Linked DNA regions of Gasterosteus aculeatus: region 1 is linked to region 2. Evidence: chromatin contacts called from public Hi-C data. All regions are on one chromosome and are shown on one strand. Each heading gives the region's core, a stretch centred on a gene start, on an enhancer-like site or on the middle of the called end of the contact. The rest is flanking DNA. Distances are from core to core; before and after follow the strand shown. Region 1 overlaps LOC120823689 (epidermal growth factor receptor substrate 15-like 1). Region 2 has its middle 19 kb from the start of kdm4aa.

Region 1 (4,669 bases), core at 2,166-4,665, 160 kb after region 2:
GGTCTGCATCACTTAACTCTGGGGATTCAAACTCGTTTTAGGTAATGGGCCACTTTGATCTCAGGTCCGCCAGACCAGTAAAATCATAGGCGATGGTCCAGCCGAGGGGGGGGGGGGGGGGGGGGCACCGTCATTTTCAAGCGTGTCTCACACCCCTGAGGGTCTGTGTTTTAAATTAATGAGATTATAAAAGACCAAATTTTAAATCAGAGATTCTGAGAGATTGAAATGAGCACTTCTGTTTCCTGTCGTCATGTAAAACAAACCACACTGTAGTTAAAAGGCATTTACCTTTTAGTCTTTGGGGATGTAACATTACATGAGACGCTCTCATTTGACAACCTAACAATGATAGTACATTTTAAGAACGGGGACTAAATAAGCAAGCAAAACGTCTATTTAACCATCTGGTCTTTTGTGTGCAGCAACCTTTATGGTCCACCTTAGTAGGATTATTATATCGGCACAATATTAGATTTATAACATTAATACAAAACAATATACAAGTCGAGATATAAGGTTTTCCTCTGTGTGTGTTTAATCAGTTTGACCAGAGCTTCTCTCCTTGATTGGTTTGCTTTTAGTGCATGTGAGCTGCATTGAGGCAATATATAAGTGCTACTCTGATACTTAAAATAAAAGTAGTTTCCTTGTGTATCAGCCATTCGTTCGTTACCTCTGCAGCTGCGCGATCTCCTGGCTGATGTCATCCAGCTCTTTGATGCCAGTGAACTCCCCTGACCCGACCGAACTCGAGCTGTCCTGGAGAGGGACGGAGACAAAGACAGGTTGGCAAAGTGACGGCTATTTTGGGGGAGAAGTGCAGTGGGATAAACAAACGGAGCCATGGTGTGAACCAGGCCGAAGGCAAAGAGGAGGAAGAGAAGAGGAGCAGCACAGAGGTCGTGTCAGTGAGCGGGACGGGGTCGTCACCAACATGTAGGGGGGAGGGGGGGGGGAGGATAAACTGCCGACTAAAGGAAAGATTCCGGATTTTGCTGTTCCAAGTATAGAATTCATTAGAAAACACAAAGGTTTTCATGAAGGTGGTTTCCAACAATGTTCCACTACTTTGTTTGAGCGCATATGTTGTGCTCTTGATCAAACAGAAACCGCTGCGATCTGAAAGAGATCTCGAATCTTCCCTTGATCGGTCGACAGGGAGAGACCATGTCACTGCACTGGAATGGAGAGGAAAGTCAAATGCTTTCCCGTAACTGTGACAGCATTCCGTTTACTACCCTGCAGGTCCATGTTACCTACCCACAACTTCAACATTATGGCCTGAGAGAGGAGGAAGAGGGCCGTTAGACACATCGACAGCAGCAAACAGGAGTTAACCCTACATATCTTCTATACAGGCTCCCCTTTGGGGTTATTCCCATTGTGTTCAACTACAAAGCAGAATCTAAATGGATATTTATTTGGATTTAATGTGAGGCAACTGCTCAAAAGTAAATATTGAAGAAATTCTTCCCATATTAAACTAATAAAAACTGCACTTAAATCCTATATACCGGTAGATTACTTTGAATTTAAGAATGAAACTAGAAAAACACCAAGCGGGCAAACACATTTACAACGCACAGTATATGGATTCACCGCTCCTCCAGCTTTACATTCACATTTTAAACCCCGCTGGTAGGTCTTTTGCATATCTGGAAATTGGTATAATTTCAAGATAATATGCCAAGAGCAGCAGAAGTGTGAGGAGGAGAAGGGACGTATGGACTCACCCTTCTCATCTCAGACAGAGCCGCCATCTCAGATCCCACTGGGGTCATGTATCCTGACAGAGTCTGCAGACATGGAGAAATGACCTCAGAGACAACAATGATGTGCATGTTGTATGTGACGTGTAGCTAAAGCCTAGTTTGTGGTTATGCGTTTTCAGAGAAACGCAGGGACACGAACACGCAAGAGCCCCTTGCGTGTGTGCGTCGACCAATTTTGTATTTTGTGGTTTGACGTTCGAGGGGTGCACAAGTTGTGGAGCAAAATATGGGACAAATATAATAAAAAAGGCGATAAAAAGCAGCAGTGGCGATGCACGGGGTGTGTGCACGGGACCCACAGGTACAGGAGTGCCTCTCTCTGAGGGGGGGATCATGTCGGCGGTCAGGGCCTGTGGGGGGTCGACGCCTTTGCTGACTTTCTGCTGGATGAGATACATGGCGAGGGCAAACTGCTCCCGGGTCAGCTTGCCGATCTGCCTGGTGTCTGCCAGAGCCCTGCAGGGGGGGGGGGGGGCACACACATGGGTCAACCCATTACACAAGCACAGCTGGACCAACAAAAAGGTCACCTCAAGAAAGCATTAGCAAGGAATCAAATAAAACAAACAAGTTTACCAAAACTCTTGCTTACTTTGAATAAATATATTATGATTTGGAAGCAAATCAAACCCAATTCACTTGCTTGCTTATTCATAGTCACCAAAGGCACATTTATTGGTCTGACGTCCTGCTGTATTTCCTCAATTTGCTCCCAGTAATCTGTTTCCTAAAAACATCTGTTAATGATCAGAACACCAGATCCACAGTTCTCCGGAGCTACAAAGACAGGCTGTACGCAAGAAAACAGCTGAAAGCACTGAAGATTTGAAGATTTTCACGTAGGACGGCCGGGCCTCGGTCATCTGAACCAGCGCAGCTGGTCAGCAGACACATTTGCACGAAGCACTTGGAAAGCCGATAGCTGTGCTCACGTAGTGCGACATGGTTCATAAACTGAGAGGGTGTTAGATTTGAACTTGGACCTGTTGAGGATTGAACATTTTAGCACAGGGGATTGATTTCCAACAGTAAATGGCTTTTCCTTTGTGAAGCATTTCTGACAGCCTTGATTCTAATGGTACCACTTTCCAAACTATCAATGGTTATTTATTTAATAGAGTTTAATGACCCATTTTGAGCAAACTGTCGGGTTGCCAGGTTGTGAAAACCCCCTTAACCGGCGAGAACACATGGCCACTTGCGTAACGGTCAGGAATGGAACATGGGTGAGCTTACCATATGTGGGCCAGGGCATTCTGAGACAGTCCAGAATGCATGAAGATATCCTTCACTTCATTCCCGCTGACAAAACCGTCCAGATCAGCGTCGGTCTTCAGGAAGATATCGTCATAGCGCCCGCGGTCCGACACTGGGACCACCCAGTTCAACGAATGCTGAGACAGAGACGGAGGGATGCATTTCTCTCTTGATAAAAGGTTAGTTCTACAGAGATCCGTTACCGGTCAGATGGTTCTTCACCGGAGATCGTTGTCACAGCTCAGAGTCATAAACCTCAGTGGTATTTCAATGTGTCAGATCAAAGGTTCAAAAACACATGAGTGCATGAGCGCAGTTTGTGTTTTTACTGATGTGGGCGTGTCAGTAATCACCTGTCCAGACTTGAGGGAGTGTTTGGGCGACAGGCTGCCGGTGCTGTTGAGGGAGTTCATGCTGCCGTGGGAGGGTGTGGAGCGTAGCGAGTCTTTCGGGGGTGGGGGGCTTGCAGGGAGCCCAGGCATTGAGCCGGCCACCGAGCCCAGACTCTTCTTCCTCTTAGATAGAGGGATGAGGGCAGAGGGCAGGAGCGCGGGGACGGGCTCCTTCTCCAGGGCCCGGTACACCAGGTGCATGGCCTGGGGAAGCGCACGCTGCCGTCAATGCACACTCACTGCTCCAGGTGTGAACACGTTGTATATTCTCAGGCCATGGGGAATCATAACGGGGGGACTAGGAAGAAGAAGGAGCTCACCACTGCGAACTCGTCCCTGTCCAGGTGGCCATCTTTATCAATGTCACTCAGGTCCCAAACCTGGCAGCAAGTAACACACACAAGGCCAGGCAGAGAAATGAAGAGGCGGGACAATCACAGATTGTCGGTGTCGTTACCACAAAACCGCTTCACCTGCAGGACACATCTCATTCTGGCTCGAATAGTTTGATCTTTAGTCGAGGAACCAACTAGCCTAATTCAAAACCTTAAAACAAAAGCTAGTCCACACCTTCCCGAGGATATCCAGGGGTAGCTTGGAGTTGATGAGCACTGGTTTCACCTTCTCCCCCGACAGCAGGCCATTGACTGGAGCCAAACTCTCAAAGATCCCATCAAATTTACTCTTCTCCTCGTGCTGCAAAGGAGAACACGCGGGAGTTGTGTAGAAAGACGGATTCAAACATCGTTAGACTGACTGAGCCGTTCTTTGGACCTGACGGAAGAGCTCAAGCGAACGCACACAATGATTGGTTTCCTCCACATTGAATACGAGGTACTATAATGGTTCAATTAAAAACAGTTCATGTGGCAAGCGGGACATTTTACAGTGTAAACAACAAACTTCAGAAAACGGTACACGTATTCGTACTTTAATTAATAATAAATATAATTTGTTGTAAAATGGTCTTTCGGACTCGCAAAAATAAACAGAGCTTAGGAAATGCAATTTAGTTCTCCTTTGTCTTCTATGAGTCAATGACTCTAATGACTGTGTGTGTGTGTGTGTGTGTGTGTGTGTGTGTGTGTCTCAACACACCCTAACAGCCCAGTGTAAATCGCCGGAGGCGGATGCTGTGCTGCTTAGAGATGGACTGCTGCTGTCCTTCTGAAATCAGAGGAACCATAAATAGGGAACATGAATATAGAACTATAGAAACTAAAACGTTAAATGGCTTTTAGCCGT
Region 2 (5,216 bases), core at 1,005-3,504:
AGGTTGGTGGTGGAAACCATAGGTGGAGATTTAGGTTGGAGATGTCTAGTAGCAACCTGCAGCTGGAGGCATAAACTGCAGGTTACTGTTAGAGGGGTTGTTGTGGCGTAGGGGTAGAGAGGGCTAAACGACCTGTAATGTAGAGGTTGATGGAGGTGGCAAGCAAAGGCTGTAGATGGGGATTTGGGTTATAGCTGTCTGCAGTCAACCTGCGGCTGAAGGCATCACCTGGATGTTGTTAAGTTACTGCTGTCTGCTATTAACCTGCAGATGGAGTAGGTAGAGGTTGTGGTAGCAGCTTTCTATCAGGAGCTGGAAGCAGATGGCAGTTTCTTCATCTTTAGGTGGAGGCGGGGGGTTTCATGTTGCTCAAGTTGGATTACACCGGTCTACCAGAATGTGCAGGTGGAGGCAGGGGCTACAAAATCTGGCAGAAGGCTGCAATCTGAGCTGTATGTGGAGGTGGTAGATGGAGATTTCAGTAGCAGTTGACTGCTATCAACTTGCAAGTGAAAGTGGCAAATGCAGGTTGCTGTAGGTGGTGGTTGCAGCTTTCTACCGCAATTTCCAGGTGGAGGCAGCAACTGAAGATTCTGGCTGGATGGAGGTTGACTGAGGTGGCACATGGAACAGTTTCTTGTTACATTACATTACAGGTCATTTAGCAGACGCTTTTATCCAAAGCGACTTACATTACACTTTAAACCCATGGCTTTTTCACATTTTTGCCCGGGGAGCAATTAGGGGTTAGGTGTCTTGCTCAGGGACACTTCGACATGGAACATGGGGCAGCCAGGACTCGAATCACCAACCTTGTGCTTCCCAGCACACCTTCTCTAACCCCTGCGCCACGACGACCCCCGTGTTGGAGGATTGTGACAAGATCTTTTAGTTGTATTATTTCTCTGCATCTGTGAGCGGATAAGACGCGCATCAATATCTCCTTTAAGGCAGAGTTTTGATCCGTGGACCGGCTCGCTGGAAGAGTTTGATAACAAGACATTAGTAGAGGCAATTAACCGTCAAACTGAATGGTGGAGAAGCCTTTCTGGACCGTCTGAGGCTTTGTTTTGGTTGAAATTATTTACTCTGGGAGTCACCGCACCTGAAAACATAGCAACCGTGGAACCCTTGATGTCCATTTTGTCACAAGCATTCTTCCAGCCACATCTCGCCTCTTTGATGGAACATTTCATCCTTTCAGCCTGCAAAAGGCCTGAGATCAAGTCCACATCTAACTATAAAGGATCGACAAGCTCCTTCATTACAGGAAGCGCAAACAAACATATTGAGTTTCAATGTTAGGTTAATATGACTTAAGGTTTTGTTGGAGTTAAATTGTAAGCAGTTCCGGGGCACAGCTATATCGTTTTGCATTGCTATTGTCTTCTTCTAAATAATATTCTCTTTTGTATGTTACACACACACCACTGGCCTTCACCAACATCGCCTAGTCTTTACAGATATACCAGTCTTAGCCTATCAGCATCACCAGGGTCTTCAGCCACCGCCACCAGCGAGTGGAGTCCATGGGGGGTATTGCTTACAGCGGTTCAGGGCAGACTCCCCTCGATCACAGATCTCCCAGTAGCCATTTAAGCGCCAAAATATCTCCATCAAGACTATCATCCCACGTCCTCAAGTATCTTTCCTTGATTTGTTTGTCTCTTACTATTAAAATTAAACAAATGTTTGTTCTTTCTTCTTGAGACGGAACATGCATGAGCTAGAGCAATATAATCCACATCTACCGACACAACTTCCTTTCCACTCAGGTGGTTCAGAGCACAAATGCATCTGGTGGTTTTATGTCACCGTCACCACACACACTACTGACACACCACTGGGGGGCCCACCCAGCCCACCGTCACCAGTCAGTGACCATGAAGGCTTCCAGCTTTACTCACTCTCAGTGATTAAAACAGTGATTACACAATGAAACATTATTGGATATTGGTTCTGTCTGTTGGAACAGTAAAGTCAGTTGGATAAGTGAAGAGCCATGTTGCGAATCTTATAATGGCCCAATTCGGCCGGCCCAGTGAGAAGGACAAGGAGGGTTTACATGTGTCAAGTTTAGGATCCCGTGCTCCATCTCTGGCTTCCAGGTAAGAAATAGAGTGTTTCTTACACCACTTAGTCAACACGGATGAGTTCATGAGGCTGAATTGAAATGTACAGAGCTCTCAGTTCCTCTGTTGTGCTGCAGGTGTCTCTCTTGTATTTGTGTGAATGTGCATGCGCCATGACAGATGATGCCATGGGGATGCACTGTTGTCAAAGGAATGGAGACAATGGTAGTGGGGCAATATAAACCGTCACTGTTACTCTGTTGTTCTAGAACATGTAATGAACCCTGATGGAAGCAAGACAATCCAGAAGAACAGTAATGATCAACTTTAATTAAATCAAAATTACATTAAATAACAGCTAGGCTCCCTGGTTGTCCTTTTATAAACCAGAAAGTTTCAGATTACTAGTCAATTTTGTTAGATCCATTGATGAGCTTTATCAGCTGTAGAGAGTCAACAGAATGAAGCGTAATGACATGAGATTACCAACTGCTGACCAGCTCTAAATAGCTGCTGCAGGTCCAGCGCTCTCTCTGCTCCAGGCCGTCTAAACAAAAAAACTCTTCCCCCCTGAATCAAAAGACGGAAGGATCTGCTGGGGAACAGACTGTGGGATGCAACACCACATCCTGAGCTTTCTGAGGGATCGAGTCCATTGTAAACTCTTGTCTCGGGTTGTGTCTGATGTTCCATAATGTCACTCTGCTACACAACTTCCTGAACGTATCCAAACAAATTCATATGCATTCACACCAATGCAAAAAAGTAGACCCAGCTGCCGTACAATCAAATATAGCGGACTGGTAAAACAAGACAGTTAAACCACACACAAGTATGTGACAAACCACAAGAACAACTAGCACCACGACCACTCAAACGTATTATCTCTCTGTAACATCAAAACAGCTTTTCCTGGTTTGGATGGTAAGTCCTCATGTAGCTTTTTTAGATAACAACAATCCAAAATAATATTTTGTACAATATCAGAGCTGAACCAAGCAGCAGAGATGACTCAGACGGGTTAAGTGAGAGTACAGCACATTTTTCAACAATATATAGTAACTTTAAATGTGCTCTACCAAAGGGAAGAGCGGGAAGTTAAAGGGACCAAGGCCTAATATCACTGTACCCTGTATCATGGATGGTCTCCGATCTTATAAGAACCATATAATAATAACTTCAACTCAAACATGCAAAAATAAGTGTTGTGTTTCTTATGCAACTGAACAGTACGTGTCCCCTGGCAGAACTAGAGTCGGGGGAAAAAATGATGATAAAGGCATTTTTTTCTACTGTTGATCGAAATGTGTGAGTGGTTTCCCATGTTGACGTCAGACAGAACATCAGTCTCTTAGGATCGGTAAATGAGCCCTCCCTCTAGATCTTCCAGAACTAAGTAGACCTTAAAAGAACTCAGGTCTTCCCCTCCACCTAATTTAGTACTGTTTTAACAAACCTGATGTGCAGAGATGACAAAGTGGAACCTGAAAAAATCAGGTTTTATCTGCTGCCCTGCTGTGAGGGGGGGTGACACCATTTGGTGAGCAGATTTCTCTGAGGGGAAAAAGATAGTAGCAATTGTCTTGCTGTTGGTTTGGCATAGGTTTAAAAATAAACTCCGGAGAATTGGTTGCTGAGAGTCGAACCACAAATCCTCACCAGCCCTGCAGTGGCTCATTGTGAAACCCAAACCAGGAGCAACGGCCTTCAATTAACCCCAGGCATTTTGATCTTAATGATGCCCCGGATCCACTTCCAGCCCGGGCCACAGTCACCTCACAGGCCCGACCTCAACTAATGGCACCTTGTAAAGACGGAGACGAGTGGGACGGGGTGGGACGGGGTGGGACGGGGTGGGACGGGGGGGGACTGCGGCTTTCTCAAAATAGCACCGGATCAATGGAGACATCATCCGAGGGGTGCTGCCGTTGGCTTCTGGTGAGGCCTGCTATTACCACGGGATCACTTGTGATGGGGAGCTGTAATGTGGCCCGAGGCGAGACCCCCAACAGTACCACACACTCGCTCTCATACACACAACACACAAGATGCCACAGGGACGCGGTGGCTGCTGAGTGAGGGGAGCACTTTTGCTGGCAGTTCTTATTAAAAGGACAAAATGGGTGGAAGCAGGGGGTCTTGCACTTGTGTGGGTGAGGGTGGGCGGAGCTTAAAGGGTTTAATGTTGTGCTATGGTGGAAAAATGAATGCTTTGTGTACGTGTGTTTAATATCTTATAGGAAATAAAGGAACCAGGCCTGAAGATACTGAAGCCCAAATGGTTTGATTATCTGCTGATAAGATGTTGTGACAGTAATATGCTCTCAGTGTATGAATGTGTGTGTGAATGGATCATCAGAAATGAGAGAGGTTACAGCACATTATTACGTTAGCACATTAATACCTAGTAAGTCCTAATTTACCACAACAGGCATTTCTCTTTGTTAATGCTGAGCTGAGACACACTGAGCTTTTTCTCCATCAAAAGCAAGCCTGGCTCATTCCAAAGTAAAAAGAAACACATAAACACCTCTAAAGTTCAGAGTTAACATATTGGTTGGCACTTGAAAAATCCAAACACAACCAGAAATGTGAAAAATGTTAGTGAGTTGGCAGATGCGGTCAGTGAGCACAGGTTTTGGTTTGGATCTCTGCAAAGGCCAGTGACTCTGTTTTAAAAGTGGAAGTAGTTCCAGTGAACTGTCACTCATTGGTTTGCAGACTTGCGTTTTAAAGATTAGCATTGTTACTGCCGCCAATTGATTTATGCAACCAGAGTGACTCAATGGACATCCTGCTGTATTGAAGACATCTTCAGACCATAAACTTAATTGAGTGATTTGGGTACAAACACATTGTAAGTACAATTTATTGATATTGTAATATCAGCACAAATCTATGACAATAAGGCATCACAGTAGGTTATTGCCTAGGATCCACCTGTTAAAGTCTGAATAAAAGCTTTCATTAATTTCCTCTGTTTTGGCAGGCAAACATAGAGATTCAGCTCAAAGACTGCTGTGTGATTGTGTCAGCCTTTCACAAGAAGCTATGTCACTGCAACGTGTGTAATCGCGCATTAGCGGACAGATTAGGAGCCACAAGTTGTAATGTGTTCCTGCAGTATTGCAAGAATCTCTCTCT

What was found. Hi-C and Micro-C count contacts between places; a contact is called where the count stands out from the background.
Region 1: a contact with region 2 is called in a Hi-C map of skeletal muscle, with 2.7 times the contacts expected there. The contact joins two enhancer-like sites. A contact is called at or near these places in 2 of 6 Hi-C or Micro-C datasets (skeletal muscle and tail fin).

What each region holds. Positions count from the first base shown.
Region 1 is chr8:2,599,421-2,604,089 of fGasAcu3.hap1.1, forward strand. LOC120823689 (epidermal growth factor receptor substrate 15-like 1) reads right to left here. Exons shown (of 26, transcript XM_078107994.1): 6 at 4,523-4,591; 7 at 3,995-4,120; 8 at 3,745-3,804; 9 at 3,386-3,628; 10 at 3,012-3,169; 11 at 2,075-2,231; 12 at 1,737-1,799; 13 at 677-762. Among protein-coding and RNA genes, the nearest start is that of LOC120823689, 4.6 kb to the right of the region's middle. Within about 2 kb of position 3,416, at least 1 of the 9 cell types and tissues checked has open chromatin away from gene starts, as enhancers often do.
Region 2 is chr8:2,444,392-2,449,607 of fGasAcu3.hap1.1, forward strand. No RefSeq gene overlaps it. Among protein-coding and RNA genes, the nearest start is that of kdm4aa, 19 kb to the left of the region's middle. Within about 2 kb of position 2,255, at least 7 of the 9 cell types and tissues checked have open chromatin away from gene starts, as enhancers often do.